2 separate regions of the Rattus norvegicus genome follow, and region 1 is linked to region 2. Evidence: chromatin contacts called from public Hi-C data. All regions are on one chromosome and are shown on one strand. The core of a region is the stretch at or near the end of the contact, and the rest is flanking DNA. Distances in the headings are between cores, read along the strand shown. Region 1 overlaps Pde4b (phosphodiesterase 4B). Region 2 overlaps Pde4b (phosphodiesterase 4B).

What was found. Hi-C and Micro-C count contacts between places; a contact is called where the count stands out from the background.
Region 1: a contact with region 2 is called in a Hi-C map of liver, with 5 times the contacts expected there. The contact joins two enhancer-like sites. A contact is called at or near these places in 1 of 12 Hi-C or Micro-C datasets (liver) and 1 of 1 datasets of contacts at active chromatin or transcription factors (oligodendrocytes).

What each region holds. Positions count from the first base shown.
Region 1 is chr5:122,477,284-122,482,903 of GRCr8, forward strand. Pde4b (phosphodiesterase 4B) reads left to right here. Exons shown (of 17, transcript NM_001398935.1): 4 at 1,986-2,180. Among named protein-coding and RNA genes, the nearest start is that of Sgip1, 290 kb to the right of the region's middle. Within about 2 kb of position 1,783, at least 6 of the 93 cell types and tissues checked have an H3K27ac peak or open chromatin away from gene starts, as enhancers often do. A contact at or near this core is called in liver, where this site is marked.
Region 2 is chr5:122,237,229-122,243,696 of GRCr8, forward strand. The region is part of intron 3 of Pde4b (phosphodiesterase 4B); the gene reads left to right. Among named protein-coding and RNA genes, the nearest start is that of Pde4b, 210 kb to the left of the region's middle. Within about 2 kb of position 1,988, at least 31 of the 93 cell types and tissues checked have an H3K27ac peak or open chromatin away from gene starts, as enhancers often do. A contact at or near this core is called in liver, where this site is marked.

The DNA of each region.
Region 1 (5,620 bases), core at 533-3,032, 240 kb after region 2:
CCTTCCGTTATCCAGCACGCCGTTTTGAACTGAGGTTGAGAATAGCTGTAAAGACATGGAGTGGGAAAACAGGCCTTCCGGTGTTCCAGCTTGCAACCGGATTAGCTCTCCCTCATCAGTGGTCGTTGTATGTTTTCAGTTGCCCATCATCAAAGATGGCTCAAGACTATGAAATGGAAAAGTCTAGAAATAAATAGTTCATGAGTTTTAAATAGCATTTACCACAAATTCGTGTGTGTGTGTGTGTGTGTGTGTGTGTGTTTGTGTTTGTGTGTATTCCTGTAAACACATGTGTACACATGCTTGTGTAGGACGGAGGTCTTGGCACAGGGTCTGTCAGCAAACCTGGGCTTCACTGACGTGCGTAGACTAGCTGGCCAGTGAGCTTTCAGGACTCACTCCCGTACTGCCAGTGCTGGAATTACAGCTGTGACCCTGCACCTACTTCTTCACAGAGGCGCTTCGGCTGCAGAGTCTGATCTCTGTGTTTTCGCACTATTTATATCCACAGGGCTATGTCTCCATTTCTACAGTATAGTTTAGAATTGTCTTGGTCATAGTTGAAGTGAATCTCTTGCTGTGGCTGATTTACAAATTGTATCCCCAGTGTGTCTATACAGAAAAACACAGTATGCATGGAACGGCTGCTATGTTTCCTCAGACATCTGCTGAGGGTCTTAGGATGTATCACCTCCATCTCAGTGAGTACAGGGAAACCAGTGATCTAGCATGTTTCCTTAAACACGATACTGATGTTTGTTTTTCTTTGTCTTATTTACCTTCGATATAATGGAATCAGATTATATAGCTTGCAGAGTGTGTGGGGCTTAATGAAATAATATACCAGAAAGCACCTTGTAAATTTAAGAAATTTAAGCAAAAGTAAAACACACACACACACACACACACACACACACACACACACACACACACACCAGATTAGGATTTCTGAGAGGACTGTGGCAGCTAGGTAAGCATAAAGGAAGCTGAACTGGATAAAAGACCACCCACATTCCCCACCTCTTCCACAGTCTCTCAGCAAAAGGTCAACAGCGGAGCAGTGAGTGAGAGAAACTGGGGAAGGTGGTCTCTGTCCATTCAAAGCTACGTGGAGCTGTGCATGCAGAAAGAAACAAATGCTTATGGTTAAAGCAAACTTGGGAAGGACATGCCGCTCTAAGGTGATAACAGGCTGGGGCAGAAACAAGGGGCAAAACCCAAATGGCTCCTGCTGATGTTCAAGATGCCAAGCTTCTAAAATAGCACAGGGCCTGAAGGTACCTTCCCCAGGGAAGGGACAGTGATCAGACTCTCCCTGGCCCTGTGCTGTGACAGCCTATGATGGTATTCTTCTCCAGAGCCCCAGCTCAGCAGCCTGGGACAGTAATTTGGTGTTATCAGATTAATTAAGTCATTTATGTGGCTAAATTTACATATGAATATTAAATATCAGGCTGGGCCTCTCTAATCAGACAGCCAGTGTTTTCAGGGTAACACTTTGTTCCCAAAACATTCAGAAATATGCAAATTGGATTCTTTAATGAGGCTGTTATTTATGTAAGGAAGAAGTCTCCCAGCTAGGAAGACGCCTTCCCATGATATTTTTGTCTGACACCTAGAGCTGTGCTGGATTCCGCCCTCTGGAGTTGCTCGTTATCAACAACTTTATTTATTTATCTTCTGCTTCTGTGACATTTGGTCAGGCTCTGGAGAAGTCATAAGCTTTGCCCTTGGGTCCAAATTCTGGGTTACTATTTTACGACCAGGTTAGTAAACCTGGGTAATGAGTGGAGTTTGTGGAACTTGCCTTTCTATGGACAAAACAGGAAGCCTTGCAACCAAGACCTGTGCTACAGACTAAAACTCTCCGCAAAGCTTTGCGGGGTGAGCCTGGCACGCAGTGCCTGCCACCTGTAAGTTCTCCGTATCTGTGAACTGTCCTCTGCAGTTCTTAACTGACCAGACTTTCCCGCTTTCCTTTGAAGCTTTGATGTGGAAAATGGCCCTTCTCCAGGTCGGAGCCCACTGGACCCTCAAGCCAGCTCTTCTTCAGGACTGGTACTTCATGCCGCCTTCCCTGGGCACAGCCAACGCAGAGAGTCTTTTCTCTACAGATCCGACAGCGACTATGACTTGTCACCAAAAGCGATGTCAAGGAACTCCTCACTTCCCAGCGAACAGTAAGTAAACCTCTTCCGGTTCCCCTCTGGGTTCACCTCACCCTTGACCCTACTGAAGCAGCAGCAGCAACTGTGGCCATCCCAAGGGAGGAAGGGGAGAAACTGGACAAGTGACAAAGACATCCATCTTAAGAACTTGAGGAATATTGCCTAGGGTTCCCATGGTGCAAAAAGAAAACAAACCAAAAATCTCAAGCACAGTGCTCATGTCTGTTATCTGAAAAGTTCCACTGGGTTTATTTCCTGAACTGTTAAATCGTTTATGGAATGGAAACCTTACCACCTTTTGCAAATCATACTTGAATTTAGGGATGTAGGAGGTCTTGGGCTGGAACACAAATGGTGGTTGCTTACCAGCCTCATTCATTGGCCTTTGCTCAGTGACATTTAGCTAAGGGGTCATCCAGCCACATACCTGTGTCCCTTCTGTGAAACTTCATCATCATACTTACCCACCGACTGGCTCCTTGGACAGACAATAGTTTTGATTGGCTGATACTACTTGCAGATAACTGCTTTTTAATTTAAAGAATGACAAAGGTTTTGTATTGCCTGTTCGCTTAAGTTTCTGAACCCAAATAAAATTGGTTGCTGGAAGCCATGCCTTAAAAGGTTTCTGGGCACACACTCAATCATTTTTTGATGCTGTATGTTATGAAAGTATCAGTAACTCCCTAGAATCTCCAGTCTGGAAAAGTCCACTAGGTTCTTGTCCTCTGTTAAAAAGAAACCCCAAAAGATTCACCTTCTTGTAAAAAGGTAAGGAATGTTTTAAAGTTGGCAGTAGGAAAATATTTTGCAGAGTCCCTCTGCCAACAACTTTTATTGGAAGTACTCTAGTCTAGGAGTCGGAGAACTGGCTCAGCCATTAACAGCACTTGCCGTTCTCGCAGAGGTCCTAGGCTAAGTTGCCAGTACCCATATGGTTGTTCACAATTATCTGAAGCTCTGGTTCTAGGGGATCTAACACCCTCTTCTGGCCTCTGTGGGCACCATACACATGTATGGTTTGCATATATACATGCAGGCAAACACTTAAATGCATGTTAAAAAAACAAAAACCAAACAAATCTGGTTTTTAAAGTAGTATATAGTTATAAAACATTCCAATCATGAGTGGGCCAAAATCCACATTTTCTACTTATTCATAAAATATATATTGACTCTTCTATATACTTTGCAGTATGCTAGGCTGTAGGGGTCTTTTTAAAATGAGCAAAACAATATGAAACATCATAGAAGAGTTAAAATCAGATCTCATTCCTCAAAAGTCTGTGTGCTCTGAAGGAGACTATACTAATTGGTAATAAGAGAGACACACACCTGCACACTAAACTCCGAAGCACAGAAGGCCTCTCACATTGAATGAGCATGTGCTGAAGGCCAGGTTTCTTTACATGTGCTATCTGTTAGCCTAACCTCCAAACCATAGACACTGCCAAGCCTACATAGTCTGGATTTTATCATGGGAGAGCAAGAGACATGCAGTGAACTCAAAGTAAGCCCAGGTTCATTCCCAGGGCATTTTGCAAACAAAAGGCTAGCTTTGGAATGTGTGTTTCTCCTGGGTTAATTCCTACTCTACTAGTACACAAGCTCATTCAAAACACCACGAGGAGTCCTCAGCTCACTCAGCCTTTATAGAAGAGGTTAATTAAACCCTAGGTTAAATTCTTCTGTTTCTTATGTGGAATAAAAATAATGTGGAGAGTTTAAACTTGAAGATAATTTAAAACTTACAAGCCAGCTCTGTCTCTGGCTTATGAAACTGTAGTTGTGAATATCTGTATCCAGCATCCCTGTCACTTGCTTTGTCTCTTTATAATTTCATAGACCACTTAAACATTCCCTGTCATTTAGCACCTATACGATATTGCCAACTTCAGTTCTGAACAAGAAAGAACTGTGTGTGAAAATTATCTAGCATCATTCTTTTTAACTTTTTTATTTCTACTAGTCCCCCTAGTGTGTGTGTGTGTGTGTGTGTGTGTGTGTGCGTGTGTGTATGTGTGTGTATGTATGTTGCATGAATGCAAGTATGTGGGTGACTATGTGTGTATGTGATGTACATGGGTATGTGCCTGACTCTGTGTGTGTGCATGATGCACATGGATATATGGGTGATTCTCTCTCTCTCTCTCTCTCTCTCTGTGTGTGTGTGTGTGTGTGTGTGTGATATGTACATGGGCATGTGGGTGACTCTGTGTTGTGTGTATATGATGGACACAGGTATGTGAGTGACTCTGTGTGTGTGTGTGTGTGTGTGTGTGTGTATGATGCACAGGGGTGTATGGGGGACTGTGTGTGTGTGTGTGTGATGCACAGGGGTGTATGCGGGACTGTGTGTGTGTGTGTGTGTGTGTGATATGTACATGGGCATGTGGGTGACTCTGTGTTGTGTGTATATGATGGACACAGGTATGTGAGTGACTGTGTGTGTGTGTGTGTGTGTGTGTATGATGCACAGGGGTGTATGGGGGACTGTGTGTGTGTGTGTGTGTGTGTGTGTGTGTGTGATGCACAGGGGTGTGTGGGAGACTATGTGTTTGTCATGCACATGAGTAGGCAGATGACAATATGGAGGCCAAAGCAGGATATCAGGACTCTTTCTTTACTGTTTCCTGCCATTTTGCTTTGAGACAGTTACAGTTTGAGCTAGCCTTCTTGGCCAGTAAGCTTTGGGGATCTGCCAGTGTCTACCCATCAAAGCTTGGGTTATAGTCAGGTTCAGTCATGCCTAATTTTTTATGTTGATGCTGGGAATTAAAACCTACATCCTCATTTGCAAGAAAAAGCACTCTTTCCCTTGAGCAAATTCTCCCTTTAAAGGTAGGATTATTAAAAGTAGGAAGAGCATGTCTCCATGATAAAGATAGACCCGTCGCAGGAAAGTACAGTGATAACATAGCCCCAAAACCCTGTTCTTATTCAGAATACTGATATCAAGAAACATTAAAATCTTCCTGAGGATGCGGACCAAAAACTATGTTTTGAAAGTATTTCAACATAACTGTAAAAACTTTTATGTTTTCCAGTTAAGGAATTTATACTTCTCCATATGCGAGTTTAAATAATATTCTGTTTCTTCAGGTGGTTTATTTTGTCAGAGCCACAGTAGAAAATTTAGTTTCCTATTGGTGTCTGCATCTAAACTAAGGCGATATTTTTTTTAAAACAAAAATCCCATTTTAGGAATATACATGTTCCTTTATCTAATTCCATTATATCCTTTATTTTTAAAATTATTTTATTTTTAAAAGTATTTCAACCATTTTTATTTATATTTTATATGTACGGTTATTTGCCCAGATTTATGGCTATGTGCCACATATGTTCAGTATCTGCAGAGGCCAGAAGAGGGTGTAGGATCCCTGGAACAAGACATCTTGTGGGTACTGGGACTCTGACCAAGGTCCTCTCTCTGGAAAAGCAGCCAGTAC
Region 2 (6,468 bases), core at 738-3,237:
GCCACCTTTACCCTAGATAGGAAGAAATGGATATTACATATCAGTATCTGCACAGTGGTCTAGTTGTCTGCAAAACATGACAGGCATTCAGGAAAACATAAAAGTCTTCTAAAAAGTTTTATGCTCAGTGTATTTTTTAAAACGCTGTCAGCTTTAATATATAATTACTCAAATACATTAGTCATATTTTTTAAAAATATACTTTTTTCTCTTACATATATGTGGTGTGTGTCTCCATGTATATATGTGCACTATTTATGTGCAGATGCCTACAGAGACCAAAATAAGACATTGAATCTCCTATAACTACTGTTACAAGTGATTGTGTGAAGTCCATTATGGCTGAGGCTAACAGGACTCGATCCTCTGCAATGAGTAATTTCAACTACTGAATCACCTCTTCGACCCTCATTTATGCAATGGTCGAAAACTTGGCTTTTGCCAAGTACTTTGTGCTTTGGGGGTCTTCCTGCACCCTCTCTGTCCTTTTGTTTTGTATATGTGACTGCTTTTCTTGTCTTTATATCTGTATACTGTATGTGTGCCTGATGCCCATGAAGTCAGAAGAGGCCATCATATCCCTTAGAACTGCAGGTATGGGCCATTGTCAGTAGCCATGTGGGTGCTGGGAATTGGACCCAGGTTCTTTGCAAGAATAACTAGTGCTCTTAACCACCGAAACATCTCCCAAGACCTGTTTCAAAATTCTGATGGCACTGCTGAATTTGTGCATGCTTGACATTTTTAAATGGTGTTTTTCATTTTCACTTCTTTCTTTTTGATTCAATTCTGCTCCTGTTAGGGTAAACATCTTCCTAGGCAATTAATCACTGTGGAATCTGGAGCACTAGCAGGAAGCAGGTAGTCTGCGACTGTGAGTGGAGAGGAAATCTTTCCCAAGGCAGAGAACAAGAATAACAGTATGTAAACTGTTCCACATTCGAAAGGGGGAAAGAGAAGGAGGATTATATTACATGCTTCTATCATTTAGCTAATTCTCTACTTCTCCACTTATAACTAGGGATATGAGGCTTTTTGATACTAGGCAACCAGGATACCAAGCAACTAAGAGATGGCCTATGTATTGTAATTTAGTTTGACATTTCTGGCAATGACCACAATCCAGTTCACCTCCTTTGTAACTAAGTTCCCAACTTTTGTGGGGAGACATCCGGTATAATCACACATCTCCTCATTGAGAGTCTCCTTACAGTGAGGGCCTGGCATCTAGTTAAGCATAATTGACTCAGGATGCTCAGTGTATGGGTCTATTGGGGAAATAAACATTACAGGGGAAACATTAATCTCTACTTATAGAATCTGACAGATTGGAAAGTATGAAGGGAAATGTGTTAGAAGATTACAAAGGACACTTTCCATACATTACCTCTCTGTAGAGGGAAATGGAAGGCGTCTAGCTGCCTCAGGCATGGAGCCATCTCTTCAGTCTTTCTTTCACCCTTTCATTTAAGTCAACCACCCACCTGTTTTACCTCCCGTATCTGCAGACCTCTCACCCTCCACTACAGTCTTCATCCTCTGACCACACACTATTGTTTTGTTCCCCTGTGATGACAAGCATGTACTATCTGCTTACAGAGCCCGTCTCTTGCTAGCAGTACTCCAGACTCCAGAGTGATTAATTTCTCAAAAAAAAAAGTCATCTAAGAAGGTTAACCTTTGTCCCTGATGTCCTCACATCACCAGTGTCCAATCCAGCTATTGATTTGTCTCAGTCCACAGATCTGCTAGCCCTGTGTTTTGTATGGCACTCTGTGATTCTGTGAGATCCTCCATCTGTTATCTTATTTCTGATACCTCATAATTTCCCACACTGCTCTCCTAGTTCCCTCTCCTGAAGTTAATCCTGTTAGAGATTTCTAAACAGTTTTTTCCTCCTGTTGCTACTGCAAGCTTGGAGGTTTCGGTGTGTGTGCACCGGGCGTCTTGGCTAGCTTTCCTGCTACACTGAGTTCCACCCACAGCTGAGACACAGGGATCACCCACTTTGCTGAGCACTGCCCTAGCTTGTTTGCCAGGGAGTTAGTGTCAATCCTAAACAGACTGGCTGTTCTTCCTGTTTTCTCATCTGATTTGCCATGGCCTCAACGCTGTATAGGTTGGGATGTCCTGAAGGATGTAGGTCAAGTTTTGGTTTGTTGTTCTCTGCACTCACTGCATAGACCATGCCTTAGACACATGATTTTAATCAGCATCCATATGATGGCGATCCCCATGTCTCTAGCTATAGCCATATCCTTCCTTAAATCTACCAGATTCTGCACAGGTAACATTCAGTACTTCTAAATTCCTATCATAGGTTTTGCCCTTCGCTGGTCCCAGGGTTCCCATTACAGTGAGATGCAATTCCATTTTTCTAATTGCTAAGGCTAGGAATCCTGAAATCTGGCATAGGACTCTGTGTTCTCTGACTGTTTGGGTACCTTCTGTTTTGAAGAGCCGAGTTCCCAAGTTAAATCAAACAGGAAAAATGAGACTTTAAGATACAGTATGACAGATAAAATGGTAAATGTACCACTCCAAAGTGGTAATTTTATGTTTAAAAGTAACATATGTATGCTATAACTCTCTCTCTCTCTCTCTCTCTCTCTCTCTCTCTCTCACACACACACACACACACACACACACACACACACACACACACACACACCCCACAGACACACACATACAAACACGTGACAGGAAGCCATGGAAAGTGATCTTATAGGAAGAGCACTATTAGTCAAATGCTAAGTGTCTTCCTCCACTCTCTTCACTATGCAATAAAATTTAATGTGTGCATGTGAGAGTTAGATCAGATAACTGACATGCAGAACAAAACAAATATTTATTTTTTTTCCTTTAAAAAATTAATATATTGACAACTTCCTAAATTCTCATTCTCATATTTATCAGATATATTTTTATGCATATTCTCTATATAAATCTCTGACATCCTGTTGTAATCGTCCTCGCCATACCTTACAGAGAAGTCCCGTCCCTCCCATTCATTCAGTAGTATCACATCCTGAAAGAACCACAGACCCTTTAGCTTATTTCTATGAATAGAAAGCTGGGTCAGTCTTTTACCCTGCAGGGCAGTTGTTGGTGAAAATTTATTCTTTAACCATAACTATGTCTCTTTGACTCACACTGGATCAGGGCTTCTTCTGTCATCAACACGGTAATGAAAACAATCCCTACTGAGTAAATGGTCAGAGACTTGTCCATTGAAATACATAAAGCAAAATCATCAATATCTTTTTGTCTGTCTGCTGCAGCCAGGTCATTGAAACAACAGCAGCAGCATGGAGATTTTTCTTTTTTACCATGGTAGAAATGTCATTTGAAGGGCATTGTGTGGTAATAAATATCAAGCATCGTTTTATTAAGCTAACCTCTTTGAGGACAGAGGCCATTTATTTTCCATATCTCATGACAACTGGCAAGCAGATGCTGAACTGGGGCTCTTATGTGTCTCAGTACTGAGAGAGCTGCCTTTTCATTGCATCTGGGATAGACTTATTTTGTTCCTGATTTTGCCATTCGGATATTGGCAGTCAGAGAGGAATCTAATAATATAACATCAGAAATTATAGGCTGTAGGGAACCCACACACATACTGTTTGTCAAACAATTAGGATATTTCTGAAGTGTGAACAGATGCACAAAAGAAATTAGCAAATAAAAAAACAACCCAATTTAAAAACATTTCAAATATGAAGGTAATTAATTAATATGTGATTTTTTTCCAGCTTATACTAATTAAAACCTCTATGGTCTTGGTCAAGTTTGAGATTTAGAGTTTACCATTGTTTAGTTTCTTGTATCAAAACAATGATAAATATCAAGTATTATGTCTTATCAATTTTTGCTCAGGTTAAGTTGCTGTTGTCTAAGCTTCAGTGCCAGAGAATTGTAGCCAAATTGTCACCAGTTGGGAACTCTTAAGGCCTGCTTAGTTTTCAATGATAAGCGATCTCCTGGAGAGTTTATGTGCTAAATATTTCCCAGTTTTGCAGTAGCACACATCAGGCATGGCTATTGTGTGCGGATGGGGATTTTCATTTTTAACATGTTCTCGAATTCTCTGGACATTTACTGTTTCCATCTGGTCCTCGTAAAAACATTTCACATTTGTAATGCAGCTCAGGTTCATGCCTGGACCGTCATTGTGATTCTACACATGACTCCAGTTTGACAGAACAAATATTCTTCAACTTTGGATTTGTGCTTGATTCTGCCTCTCTCTCTCTCTCTCTCTCTCTCTCTCTCTCTCTCTCTCTTCTCTCTCTTTCTCTCTCTCCCTTCCCTCCCTGCCTCCCTTCTTTCTTTCTTTCTACCCCTTTCTCTAAACTTAGAAATAAGATTTGATTGAAACACCTCATTTGTCTTCCAAACCAATCATAGCACGCACACCATGACAACAGGCACACTTCCCACTTGCCTCTGTGCAGTTTAAAGCTGCAGGAAAAGCAACTGCATTGAGCCCAGTCCAAGGGAACTGAGCAGTCGTCATAGTTTCTCGTCATTTCACAATCTGTTCTCAGTCATCACACATGGAGGAGTATTTTCAGGGATTTGAGCATTTTCATGAAGTAGCCAAACAAGTGGGATCCTCTTTGCTACATTGGTAGTACCCTGGGGAGCAGTGCAACCCAGAGTCCCTCGTTCCTAGGAAGTCCTTTGCTATGTCATTAGAGTACAGCCTACGGATGCGTTTAGCAAGCATCATTGAGCTTCTTATTTATGGCTGGTTGTGTGCCACCAGCTTCATAAATTCAAATCAATGACTTTAGATGCTATCAGTAGTCCCATTGAAGGATGGGGAAATTGAGACAAGAAAGTGAAAGGAATACAGCTAGCAAACAGGCAGCCCAGAATTTAAACCAAGTGTCTGGGCTTAGCTTCAGAATGGCTTAATTCTAAAACAATTTTGAACTATCCAGTTGTTTGGAACTACACATTCTAGAACATGATGCTCTTCCTCCCCTAGGCCTTATGCTTCATTCATAGCTGCTTCTCCTTGAGTGTTTGCTTGTTTTACAGTTCAATCAGGGATGAGTGCAATAATTATTTGAAATAGGCAGAAGCGAAGTTTATGAACTGAAACACTAGACAGTGGAGAGAAGAGTGCTATCCTTTCAGAGATCTAGAATGTCCCAGAACCTAAGGGAAAGGCCCAGATACTCTCAAGATGGTGGCATGGAATCTTCACTCTCAAGCTTGAAAGAACTGTCTTTATTTAACTTATTGCTCTTTAATGATACAGGTATTTGAAAGGCATGATTGTGGTAAAATATAAATAATATGAATTTACTCCCTTAACTGTCTCTAAGTGTATAATCTTTTTTTCAGTAATATATACATTCATCTTGTTCAGAGAACCTTGAGTCCAGTTTTTTCATCTTTCAGAAGCAAAATTTGGTAGCATTTAAACAACTTACGCTTTGTGCTCTTCCCTGGCTTCTGGTAACAAGAACATTTTGGTGGTGATGGTTTATTATTATTATTATTATTATTATTATTATTATTATTATTATTATCTTATTTGCTATGAACATTGGGATTACTGTCATCTTTTTGTTTTTTGTGACAAATACTATTATAAAGAGGAATGCTCAAATATCTGGGACCTTTCTTTCAATTCTTTGCAGCATGCACCTGGAAATAGAATTGCTGGATCCTATCACAATCCAGCTTTTAATTTTGTGAGGGGTTGACATATTGTTGTCCATAACAGCTGCACCACTGGACAATGGACAATGGACAATTGCACCAGGCTCTGATTCCTCCACATCCTTGCCAATATGTGCTGTTCTCGCTCTCTCTTTTTTCTGTAGTCATTTTAATAAATATGTGAAGAAATATTGCTGTAGTTTTGATTTGCATTCTCATAAACAATGACATTATATATTTTTCCACATTCTTCTTAATTTGTTTTTGTTTTACTCAGATGTGAGATATCTTTGTATCTTGTAAATGTTGGTCATATTCATACTCATAATTTGCAAAATCTTTCTAGTCAGTAGTTATATTTTTACTCTATTCATCATGTTTGTTTGATGCATAGCAGTTTTAAACTTCTTTATTGTTTTATTTATTGTTGTATCACTGTGGCCAAATATCTGATAAAAATCTTCGGGGAGGGGCTTTATTACATCTCAAACTTTCCGAAATTCCGTTCATCACAGCTTGAAAGGCCTGGCACAAAAATACAGATCCCTGGATGGTGTTCAGGAAGCAGAGAAAAGGGGAATGTGGGAAAGGGCCTAGGCAGGCTAGAGATGTCAAGAGCACAGTCCCAGTGACCCACCTCTAACCTTTCTCCACTGTCAGAAATCCCATCATGGTATATTTTTTTTTTTTTGGTTCTTTTTTTCGGAGCTGGGGACCGAACCCAGGGCCTTGCGCTTCCTAGGTAAGTGCTCTACCACTGAGCTAAATCCCCAGCCCCCATGGTATACT